Regions from separate parts of the Gossypium hirsutum genome. Here region 1 is linked to region 2. A link is a contact called in public Hi-C data. All regions are on one chromosome and are shown on one strand. Each heading gives the region's core, a stretch centred on a gene start, on an enhancer-like site or on the middle of the called end of the contact. The rest is flanking DNA. Distances are from core to core; before and after follow the strand shown. Region 1 holds the start of LOC107955225 (E3 ubiquitin-protein ligase CHIP). Region 2 has its middle 5.7 kb from the start of LOC121232279.

What was found. A called contact is a pair of places that touch in the nucleus more often than the background predicts.
Region 1: a contact with region 2 is called in a Hi-C map of leaf, with 2.1 times the contacts expected there. The contact joins the promoter of LOC107955225 here to the enhancer-like site in region 2. A contact is called at or near these places in 9 of 34 Hi-C or Micro-C datasets (callus, hypocotyl, leaf and 2 more).

The regions. Positions count from the first base shown.
Region 1 is chrA07:50,063,906-50,070,334 of Gossypium_hirsutum_v2.1, forward strand. It overlaps LOC107955225 (E3 ubiquitin-protein ligase CHIP), which reads right to left and starts at 1,668. Exons shown (of 8, transcript XM_016890956.2): 1 at 1,300-1,668; 2 at 1,111-1,178; 3 at 942-1,005; 4 at 50-121. The coding sequence starts at 1,416. LOC107955227 reads right to left here and starts at 5,707. Exons shown (of 2, transcript XM_016890958.2): 1 at 5,317-5,707; 2 at 4,432-5,216. The coding sequence starts at 5,156. The coding sequence ends at 4,530.
Region 2 is chrA07:49,793,325-49,799,802 of Gossypium_hirsutum_v2.1, forward strand. No RefSeq gene overlaps it. Among protein-coding and RNA genes, the nearest start is that of LOC121232279, 5.7 kb to the left of the region's middle. Within about 2 kb of position 4,822, at least 4 of the 9 cell types and tissues checked have an H3K27ac peak or open chromatin away from gene starts, as enhancers often do. A contact at or near this core is called in hypocotyl and leaf, where this site is marked.

The DNA.
Region 1 (6,429 bases), core at 418-2,917, 270 kb after region 2:
ATCATTTCTGATTCTTAAGAAACAAAAAGATTTATCATGTCATATGTACCTTTTGTAGTTCCTTGACCCCTTCATCTAATTTTTGCTTCTGAAGTAAGGCAAGTCCCAACATGTAGTGTGCCTATCAAGTAACCATATGTAAGTATACCCCGTCAGTTCTAAAGGAAAAGGTATGCACAATAAGCATACACTAAGCCAAACCCCAGTTTTTGATGTTCCTAAGGGAGGAACAAATGAAAATGAAAATAGCTAGGAAGTTAAAACTTGCAGTAAACAGGTTAGCAAGTTGGAATAAAAGAACATTACATGTGAAACCTCAAGCTAATAAAAATGAAAATTTTTAACCCAGTAGATAATTCAGATTTTGCATAAAAAATGGCAAAAACAACCCACATTGCAAAATCAAGATTGATTTTACTTGGGAAAAGAAGAAACTGCCAGAAAACCATTAGATTTTGCATGGGAAATTAAGTTAAACAACCCAAGACGCATGATTATCTCAACAGTTCCAAACCAGCTTTTGATAGGTTTATAACTAAAGACTAACATAGCTAGATATTTGCCACTTTAACTTCCAGAAGTCCTTAATTTTGCTTGAACCCGTCCCCAGTTCCAACCCTACTCAGTTTCCCAATTGGCGCTTGAAAGTCGACTAAACAACTAAACTTGACTCCTTTCTTAGGAAATAATCAAAGAGTTAAGGATGACCTGAAAATGTCAGGCCGGTAGAAGCTTCAATCACCTTAATACTCGCCTAAGAACTTATTTTATTCTGCTATACATGATTTAGCATTACATCCAAAAGGAAAAAAACAAGACAACCAAGAAGAATCAAATTTCAAGACATGGACGGGTCAGGGGTGTGTGAAATGTCATGATAATTAGGCGCACAACAAACCCTAAAAATCAGCATAACGGAATAAGAAATGAAAGAAGATTACCTTGACAGAATTGTAGTCGAGCTGAATAGCTCGCCGGCAATCCTCTTCCACTTTCAACCAATCACTGCGTCAAACCAAGAAAAGAGACACCTTCAAAAATTTTTTCCTCTTAAGAAAAAAAGGCACTATTTTTACATAAAAATTCATTATAAAAGGATTGCGTACATACTTCCGTCTGCGATGGCAAAGAGCGCGATTCGTCCAATATACAGGAACATTGGGGCATAACGTAATCGCCTTTAAACCCAAAAAATTACATAATTTTTATAAAAAAATCAAAAAATTTAAGAAACTAATATAGCAAACAATAACAATTTTTTCTCAAAAAAAAAAAAGGGAGGAGAGGAAGATTGTAGACCTCAGTATAAGCATCGATGGCTGCCCCAAAACGATCTTTCTTGAAATAAATGTTGCCATCTTTCCTCAATTGCTCCGCTTGTTTGGCTGCCGCGCTTAATGCCGAACCTGACACCATTTTTTTTCCTGAATAAAATCTGTTAACCGTGAAGCGTAAACCAACGAAATCTGCGATTTGTTTCTTTTTTTCCTCTTGAAGTTTAACTCTACAAAGAAAGGATTTTTTTTTTTTTTGAATTTTAAATGTGGGAAATGAAATGAAGAAGGAAGCAGCAGCGCGACTTCGAAGAGGATTCAAGATTGTTCCAGGTGAAAGCAACCTCAAACAAAGAACCCTTACAATTTTTTATTTTTTGGCCTTTTATTATGACTTTGGCCTTGTTTTCTTGTATGACTTATGGATTTGAGAATCATTTTTCTCATTATTTTTGGATATTTTTTATATTTTAAAGTTAAATTTATTTATATTTTAAAAATAATTGAGAATGTGATAAATATAAATTTATTTATATTTATATTTTTTAATTTTTAATTTTTAATTTTTATTATATCTTATAAAATATTTTACATATTATAAAAATCCACAATGTATAATATAATTTTCAAATTAAAATGGATTTAAAAAATATATGTATTCATTATTTGTTATTAAATTATAAGTGAATAATAAAATATTTGTATAGTTAATAATCTCTTACTCTAATCATAAAAATATTATGTTGTAAGTATAAAAGTTTAGATTTAATTCCATATAATTTCATACTCTATATTAATTATCAAAAAATATTATTATTTTATTAAATTAAAAGTAAAATAATAAAATATTTATTTTAAGTTTATAATTCACACAAATCTTAAATTTAATTTCTGAAAACTTATGACGAAAACAATGCTTCTTAATTCTTATTCAAACTTGGACGTAATGGATAAGGTGTGTAAATGTTAAATAAGACTATCTTAGGCTTAGTTTGGATGGGCGGTGTGTTTATCTCCGGTGAGGTTAAAAACAGTGGTGGCGGTGAGATTGGTTACTGTAGCGGTGAGATTGGATACTGTAGCGGTGAGATTAGAAACAGCGGTGGAGTGTGTGTTTGGATTCAAACGCAGCTGTAGCGGTGAGGTGAAAATAAAAAATGACTATTAAGGACATCAAATTAGAATTGGTATATAATAAAAGTTTTTAAATTATTTTACTTATATAAAATTATTAAAATATGTAAATTTATAAATTCATTTAATAAAATATTAAAATTTATCTTCCAATATTTTATTATAAATATTTAAATAAATTATATAATCAATTTAAATTATTTATTAGATAAAATGATAATAATTTTTAATTTTTTATAGTTAAATATCCTTTTATAACTATGATAAATATTATTTTCGCAAATAGTAACATTATACTTGGATCAAATTTTGAAGTATCTAAACGAATGATTTTTAATAAATATATATATAGTAACATAAGACATAACAAGTTTCATTATTACTAGAAATTAGGTTATGATACAAAATTACTTTTACAAATATTGATTCATTAAACTATTTGCAATGGTTTCCCTTAACATTGCAATTTCAAGGTCACTTTCACTGTCAGAAGAACTCGATTCACCTCTATCAAAATGGCCTGAAGAGATTGGCATGTCGGGTATATTCTCAAATTGTCGAAAATCCTCATCATTTGACCAACCATGTCTTCGAATATAATTATGCAAAACCATTGTTGCAATAACTATTAAAACTTGCTTGTCGAATGAATAGCTTGGAATATCTCTTAATATTGGCCATTTTTTTCCACACTCCAAAGGTTCATTCAATCACAGAGCATAACAAAGAATGGACATGATTAAAAATTTCTTTTTTTCCAGATGCTCGATGATTACCTCGATGAAAGTCAGGTAAATGATATCGTTCCCCCCTATATGGACCTAGAAAACCTGTCATTTGTGGATATCCTGAATCCATAAGATAATATTTTCCTACAAAAAAGTAAATCATAATATCAAGTTTAAAAAAAATTAAAAATTTTAATACTATTTTTTATGTAAAGATTAATTTAAAAAATTAAAGTTCAACCTGGTGGAGGGTGTGGAAACTTTAACTCTTGTTGTCTAAGTGCTTGCAAAAAAATTCTACTGAAATGCAAAAATAAAGCACATGTTGAAGTCACAAACTACCATAATATTTTGAGTTGGTTCACCTTTCTGTCCGATATAAGGTATTTGACAAGAAGGCGAAATGCATGCTTTTATGTGTGTTCCATCTATGGCCCCTATACAATCCTTTAAAATAAATACAAGTAATGAGATAAAAGTTAGAAATAATTTATATTTTAAAAATATAAAGATTGTGTAAATTTTACCTTAAAGTGAGGCCAATATCTTGTATCATGTCGAATATGGTTCGGTACTTCCTCGAATTGACCTTTAGTGGGTTTAATCGTGTCCATTCCCATTCAAGCAAATATATGTAACATATCAGTAAAAATTCGACTAACAGTTTCCCCAGATCGTTGAAATCGCTCTGGTGCATTTGAATTTGATTATCTAATTCCAAGAATATACAATGATAATGCTAACTTCTCCATCGCAGATACATTCCCATGCTTTAAGCCATAATTGGTTTGCAAATCATGCAACAAGCTGTGAAATATATTTTTTGGCATCCTAAAACTATTCATGCAACGATCATCATGCCCATTTAATATTTCGTCCACCCACATTTGACCTGTATAATTTGAATCCATACACGGTTGCTTAGTGAAATAAGTTTCATGGTGTAGTAATACACTGCTTAACACTTGTTCTTCCTCTTCATGATAATTGTTGTGCTCAACTTGTGTAACAATTGTGGCTATTCTTCGTTGAGCTTCTTCACTTAATTCAGGGGTATCATAATTCATATAAAAACTATTATACATATTGTTAAATTCATCCATAACCTGAAAAAGTAATCAAATGAAAATAAATTAATAACTTGTGACATTCCATACAACATAAAAAATTGAATAAAAGCATAGCTAAAAATACCAAACATAAAAAATATCATACATTAGGTTTACCTATAAAAAAGTAGATCATACATTAGTTTTGCATATAAAAAAAGTATATCATACATTAGGTTCACATATAAAAAAGTAGATCATACATTAGTTTTGCATATGAAAAAGTAGATCATACATTAGTTTTACATATAAAAAAGTAGCATAGTTATATTACAATAATAATTCTAAGGAGCTTGTGGTGGAGGTGATGGATGGTATGGTTGGAAGGGAAAGGAGGATGTTGCTACCAAGGATGAAAATGATGCAATTGGATTTTGTTCAGCATACTCACGTCGAAGCCACCAAACCCTAACATCTGGATCTAAGTTCAAAAACACTTCTCGTTTCACCGATATTTGGAACATTTTGATGGCAAAATAGTACAATTCATCTTTTTTTGGAATTTCATCTCCCAAATCACACAAAGCATCCATTGCATTTGAAATAGTATATTCAGAGTGAGGAAAAACAATTTCATTCACTGACTTCCTTGGATTAGCCATACTCTCACACAATTTCTCAATATGAGTAGCCAATGAATCTCTTGATGATTTTCTACTTGAACTTGATTTTTTTCCTTTGCCGTGTACAACCCCAAGTGTTTCCTTTCTTCGATTAGGAGTTTCACGAGGAGGGTTTGATGGTACCTCATTAGGAAGGATACTTTCATTCTCATTACTATTTTCATCTGAATCACCAAGTCCCTCATTAGGTGTATCATCTCTCATAGGAACCCCACTTGGAAGAACACCAGACGAAGGTGCCCATGTATTCTCTCTAGTGGCTACAATGCCACCAAACATTTGCCACATTAAATCATTCAATCGTGGTTCAATTCCTTTCTTCTTAAATCCTTTAAAATCAGGATTTTCCTACATAAAAGTTTAAATGTTACACTCAGATATTTATATTTGTAAATTATTAATTTCACTAAACTTTATGCATTAAAATAATGATAAAGTTAACACTAACCTGTATTTTTTCAGCCCACCATTCTTCGGTAGCATCGACAGTCTTTTTAGATGGACACCATCCAATACCTGTAGATTCCTTAAGCAACTCCCTCCATAACCTCCATTCCTTTTTTAATGTATCCCACTTGTTTTTCAATTGAGGTTTTTCATAATTTTTTTGTGTTTTTGCTTGAAAAAGAGCAATGACATTTTCCCATCCTTTTGAGTTTAGATGAGTTGTTGGTCTATTACCAGCATTGACTTCATTCACTCAAAGCTCACAAAATATCAACGTCAGCTCATCATCCCAAACAGCTTTTGTTGCTAAGGTACTATCTCCCTCCACAAATTTTCGTGTCTTTACCATCTATTATTATTTTGATTTTAAATGTCAACCGACATAAAACCATAAATATATAATTAGATATAATAATATAGTTTCATAAAAAAATTAAGAATAACACATCACAAAAAGATGAAAGCCATAAGATGAACAGTAAAGAAAAATTCTCAAAGATCCATAGTAAACAATTATGAGGATATAGAAAGGATAATTGATTATCATATGCTTCATAAAATTAAACAAAGACTAATTGTACTACATAACTTGTTTTGGAAATGAATTTTAGACTTAATATATCATTTGGTACCTAAGTTTGACTTTTTTTTAATGTAGCAGTACCAACTTTTTAGTATGTAATTCAAGTTTTAGGGTTAATTTGATAAAAATTAATTGCAAATATTATTAGATTTAAATTTTCATATTTTTTTAATAAAATCATAACATTTCATTTCATCTTCAGATATCATATAGTGACAGAACCTGCAATGCCCTTAGAGGTCAGAACTCAATAATTCTAAGAAATTACCAGAGGAGTACATCGTGTGCTTTTTAAAACGCTTAACACTGACAGGTAACTCGTGTTTAAATTTTAAGGTTGGTGTGCTTAATTAATTAAAAAGGATATGATTGCAAATTATGAAAATATTGAGGGCAGTTTTAATAGGATCGAATTGTATGTGGTTTTATTAATTAAAGTGTTTGCATGGTTATTAAACCATTTAGTGTAATGGACGGTAGAATAATAATTTAAATGGCATTATGCGTGATTTTTTTTATATGTTATTTAAG
Region 2 (6,478 bases), core at 3,572-6,071:
ACTGCATTTTAGCTACTTGTTACATCATTAATCGGCTCTCTTCTTCTATTTTAGCTTGGCGAACGCCATTTGAATTGCTTTATGAAAAGCCCCCTAATTTTTCTCACTTTCGTGTTTTTGGGTGCCTTTGTTTTGCAGTTAACCCCCATAATTCTGATAAATTTTCTTCCAGATCCCTTCCCTCAGTTTTTTTGGTTTATTCTCCTTCCAAGAAAGGTTATATTTTGTTTTGTTTGGACTCTCAAAAACTTTTTGTTAGTCGCAATGTTCATTTTGTTGAAGATGTCTTTCCTTTTAAATCTTCTTCTTCTGAATTTCCTGTTCTGTTTCCCCCTACTCCTGACATTTCGGATTTAGATTTCTTAATTATTCCCACTCCTACACCTCCAACAAGCGCTTCACCACATCCTGTTCCAACTTCAGTAAGTACATCTCCACCTCTTGTCTCTCCTACTTTGCCTATTATTGAACCTAGGCGGTCTGGTCGAACTCTTAAGCCTCCTTCTTGGCTAAAAGATTTTATTCATCCCTATCAATCTCCTTCATCCCCAGCTGCTTCTTCTTCTAATTCTATTTTTTTATCCCATTTACCTCTCAAAAATCAGGCCTTTGTTTCTTCCCTTTCCCATATTACTGAACCTCTTTCTTATTTTGAGGCTCGCCACTCTCCCCACTGGGTTCAGGCCATGCAAGAGGAAATTCGGGCCTTAGAATCTAATCATACATAGACTGTTGTTCCTTTACCTCCAAGGAAGGTTCCTATTGGTTATAAATGGGTGTACAAGGTCAAACTTTGAGCCTCTGGTGAAATATAGAGATATAAAGCTCGGTTGGTTGCCAAGGGCTACAACCAGAAAGAAGGGATCGATTACTTGGACACTTTTTCTCCTGTTGCTAAAATGGTCACTGTTCGAACCATTTTGGCTCTTTCGGCTTCTCTCAACTAGTCTCTTTGTTAAATGGACGTGTCTAATGCTTTTCTCCAAGGTGACCTTCATGAAGAGGTTTTTATGATCTTGCCTAAGGGTTTCCGCAACTAGTGGGAGCATATGGTATGTCGGCTGCAGAAATCTTTGTATGGGTTGAAGCAGGCATCCAGGCAATGGAATGCTAAGCTTACTGAAGCTCTTATGTTGGCTGGTTTTGAGCAGAGTAAGTTTGACTATTCTCTTTTTGTTAAAAAGAAAGAAGGCAAGATGGTCATAATACTAGTCTATGTTGATGATCTTCTTATTACTAGAAATGATATGGATATGATCAATGACTTGAAAGGAGTCCTGAATCAAAATTTCAAGATGAAAGATTTAGGAGATTTACGGTACTTTCTTGGGATTGAGATTTTAAGGTCTCAAGAGGGGATTTTTTTAAATTAGCTGAAATATGCACAAGACCTTATCAAGGATACTGGTTTAAGTAAAGAAAAAGTTGCTCTTACACCACTTGAACAGAATCAGAAACTAACAACAGCAGAGTATGATGAAGTAGTTCAACAGCATCAAGACGACAAGTTGTTAGAAGATAAAGCAGTTTATCAGAGACTCATTGGAAGGCTAATCTACTTGACCCATACAAGGCCAGATATCACCTTTGCTGTTACTCATCTTAGTCAGTTCATGCAAAGTCCAAAACAGTCACATATGGAAGCAGTGTTAAGAGTTGTAAGGTATATAAAGAAAGAGCCAGGGCTAGGAATATTTTTGAAGGCTTTCAACAAACATCAGTTGGTAGCATATTGTGATTCAGATTGGGCTTCTTGTCCAATGTCAAGAAGATCAGTTTCTGGTTTTTGTGTACACTTAGGAGACTCACTTATTTCTTGGAAATCGAAGAAACAATGCACAGTATCAAAATCCTCTGCAGAAGCCGAGTACAGAAGTATGGCAACAGTAACATCAGAACTGGTTTGGCTTTCAGGTTTATTCAAGGAACTGGAGATAGTAGGTAAACCAATGAAACTGTTCTGTGACAATAAAGCAGCTCTTCAAATAGCAGCGAATCCTATGTATCATGAAAGGATTAAGAACATAGAAATTGATTGTCATTTTATAAGAGAAAAAATACAAGAAGGGCTTATAGCTACTGAACATGTGCCGACTGTAGATCAACTTGCAGATGTTATGACAAAAGCTTTGGAGTCACAAGAGCACAGTCATCTAATTTCCAAGTTGGGGTTAAAAAATATTTTTATACCTCCAATTGAGGGGGGTGTAGAAAGAATTATAAGCTGGTAGAATAGTTTGTTTTTCTGTTTTGGATTAGTTAAGTATTGAGATACTATAAATATTTAATTGTATTCTTATGAAATAAGATAGAAGCATTTTTTTAAAAAAAATATTTTAACAAGGTCCTAGTGGTTGTAGAACTCGAAACCATTAATTCTTGTCTTAAGCCTTATTTTTGCTAGTTTAGGCTTAGATAAAGGAATGCGTTTTGACTATTAGTGAGGGAGAATAAATGAGAGAAAAAAAAAGGAAATAAAGAAAGAGGGAGGTCTTAGTGATTGTAGGACTTATGTTTTGTTGTTTTGGTTTAGGCTTACTCGATAAAGGGTTGCTTTTTTTCAATTTCCCCTCCATTCCATCAGACATTGTACTGAAACTGTCATCCTAGCTATCTATTATCAGTGACATCATGTTTGTTTTTATTCATAGTGATATATGTTTTGGGGTATTGATTTGCTAACCAAAATCAACGAAAACCCATAATTAATCCTTCCCTTCAAAGACCATAATCGATCTTTTAGATTGAGATTTGATGAAAGAAGCTCTAAATTTTGGGTTAGATTTGATGAAAGAAGCTCTAAATTTGATCAAAGACCATAAACTGTCAACCTCCTGTCTAGTTGTTTGGACTGTAATATGTGTGAATCTTCTATTCTTTTGCTTGACAAACTTCGCAATGGGATTAACATTTAATTAATGCTGAATGACCGATGGCGATGGATCAATTCATGTTGTATCTGTAGCTAACCATACAAAAATGTTGTCTTTGCCTCACAACAAATTGATTAAGGCTTGTTGCTCATCCCTTGGTAAAATTGAGGAAGTCTTTTATAGTTTTTTTATCATTATGAAATAACTAAAGTGCCTCTGTCTGTTCCACTTGTTTTACCTTATGGAATCTAGTCTCTGCTCTGGCATCTAAGCTTTCCAGATTTATCATGCTCTTGTCAATGAGATTAATCCCGATTCCGCCATATTGGCATCCCTTTTTCTAGCCTTCACTATTAAAAATTCCAGTTTTGCTTCTTGCCATATTTCTTTGGTTCATATTTCGCCCCTACTGAGTTAATTACAGCGATGCAACATGGCACCGTACATTGATCTGAACTCATGAATCCCGTGCAAATTAGAGCGAGAAATTTTACTTTCAAACGTAATGTTGCTACTGCCATTTTAGCCATTCTCATTGTGGGTATACAAAAAATAACATTATAAGTTGATGGATGATCAACAATCAAGAATTCTAACATCTCATAATTGGTTGCTTAAAAAAATATTGATGGTTAAATTTAAATTGATAAAAGATATCAATATTGAGAGTTAAATTTAATATTATATCTAAAATTTATAATAGGAAACTTTCCTTTTTTCTTTAATTGAGAGAGCAGAATAAAGTTATTTAGAGTTAGAACGCAAATTCTCATACTTCCAACATACTATTTTTTGCTCAGATTTTTACCTATAAAAAACTTTAAACTTAAAATACTTGGAAATATATGGTTATATCATTATCGTGGGCTCGATAGCCGGAAGTATTTCTTAAATTTTATGGAAAAAGAAAAAGACGAACACAACAACGACGGACATGTCGTTGGAAGCATTTGTCAAGTGACACTTGGACGGGAAAAAGCTGCCCCACCTTTGGTAGAATCCCTAATCGCAGCAAAACAAATACTAAGGCTTCGTTTGGATGGGCGATTGACTGCGGTGAGGTGCGTTTAGCTTACTTTTTGTCTCACGCTACAGTATTGCTACAGTATCTAATCTCACCGCCAACTCTATTTTTACACTAACCACAGCTAAACGCACCGCACATCCAAACTCACCCTAAAAGGGACGGGTATCACCACGGGGCCTACATCCACTTCATTGTCTCAATGGAAACCAAATAGAGCCATATCCATGGATGATCCGGCGTAATAGACTTGATTATATATATTATTTGTATAATATCTCTCTTTTTCTTTTTTTCTTCTTTTTCTTTTTAAATTACTAATTATCTATAACTTTTTATAACTCCTAATTTTTAAAAATAATTTCTTTTATATTTTTATATTTTCTAAAAAATCACATTAAGGGAATTTTTTAAAATAATTATAAATGATTATATATTTTTAATTTTTTAACTTTTTAAAAATATTATCACATTAGCATGATTTTTATATATCATGTTACGTGTCACTGTCCGATTGCCCTATTAATCACCTCAACAGTTAACCATAGAAATTAATAAATTTTTTAATAGAATAATCAGTTTTTTTCTTTAATCTAATATATAAGATTTAATTTATTTATTTTTAGTAAAAAAATAAAACACAATTCAACTTTTTAGTAAAAATATGTCCATCCTATTTTTCTAATTTCAATTCTTTATAATTTGTATTGCAGTGGAAACTATTAATATATTTATTTGTATTTACAATTTTTTTATAATTTACAATATTTTTTTTAAAAAAAGTTTTATATGATTATGTTGCGTACAATATTATGACGTGTAATGGGAATGAGGACAAAAGCTCAACTTTTTATGGAGTCCATGTCTCCCGCCAAAAGCATATTTAGATTGACGGAATTTGAGGCCCTCTCCTTTCCGATGATGCTTCTGCCCTCCTCTCTCTTTGCTTTCTCGTTCGTTAGGAAATTATACTCTTCCACTTAATATATTTTCTTAGGTTTTGTTCATAATTCTCTTTAAAATAAAAATTAATATATTATATGTTGATGATGATTCAAAAATTTTAAATGTAACAACTGGCAACTAACATATGCTCTTTAGTGTTGGCTAGTTTTCGTCTTATAAAAGCAGCTTTTTGTTATTTAGATTTAGCAACTAACTTATTATTTTTATCATCAGAAAAGGTTGGTTTGGAACCTTCAACAAAAAGTATTTTCTCATTGGGGAATTTTATCTTTCATAAGGAGTATTTCGATTGATATAAATATAATCAATAAATTTACGAGAGAAGTGTTAGTATCATTATAAATATTAATTATACAAGTTGCTCCATTAAATATGCTAAAATAAAATGTTTAAATCTTGGTTAATAGTTTAATCCCTCACAAATATAATTTGTATAATTAATATTTTTAATAATATTGTCGTTTTTTATGGAGATAAAATCCTAAGTAAGATAATACCTTTTGTCCATAATTGGAGATTAATTTTTTCTATATTACCAGAAAATGAATTAACCAAATAAAAGCCATATAATAATGTGGATCAAGTATTGATATTCAAGATAATTAGAATTTGATGGAGAATCTAAACTTTACTTGATTATAGAGAAATGGAGATGTGAGAGATTGTTCTAAGTCCTTTCTATTTCGGCGATTAGATCAAACCTCAAAGCATAATTAGTAAGTGAAGGGTATAATTAGGGTCATAAATAGTTTGGAAATGAAATGCTTGTAGGGAATAAATTGTATTTAATTTGGGTAGTTTCATCATTAATAATAGGGTTTGACAATAGCTAAGCGTGTTCCTTAAGATTCTTCCACTTAATTAAGCGTTTTGTTTAAATGGATTTTTAATCATAATCACTGCTAACTCAACCAAGGTTAGTTTTACAATCTATTTATTTGGGGGTATGGAGTTCGGTCAGTTATTAATATTCAGGTGGTCTTTGGGGTTTGTGAAAATTAAGGGTTATTGACTTTGACTACAAAACTTCCATAAATAATTGGTTGTGAGTGGGGAACTACCTACTGTTGCTGTTCTCGAGACCACCTTATAGTTCCTTCACCTCCTTATTTCTTATCCTACTCCCCCACCAATGCCACGTGTCCATGTTGTCATGAGCTTTATCAGACACATGTCCCCGCCCATCTTGCATATGTTTATGCCGCCTTTCCAATCTGTCTATTTTATTGTTGCATTCAAATAAAATGGGTATCTGTTTATTTATTTAATATTTATATAATTTATGTAAACTACTTTGATTTGTGTTTGATTTAATAAGTTAAAATATGTTATAAATTTTATACTTGTTTTGAAAAGGTGAAATTTAATTTTTATATTTTATTTTCAAGAATTTTATTTTTATTTTTTATATTTGTTTATCCTTAGTTTGTGTATGTTATCTATAGGATTGTGTCAAAATTCAAGACGCTCTTGATTTTTGTGTTGATGAGCCACAGAGTGCGTTTGTCCTAAGAAGGTTGATAACTGATAATGTAATTCTTGCATATGAGATTTTTCATGCTCTCAAAAATAAAAGGAGTGGGCGAAATGAAGCTTTTGCATTGAAATTAGATAT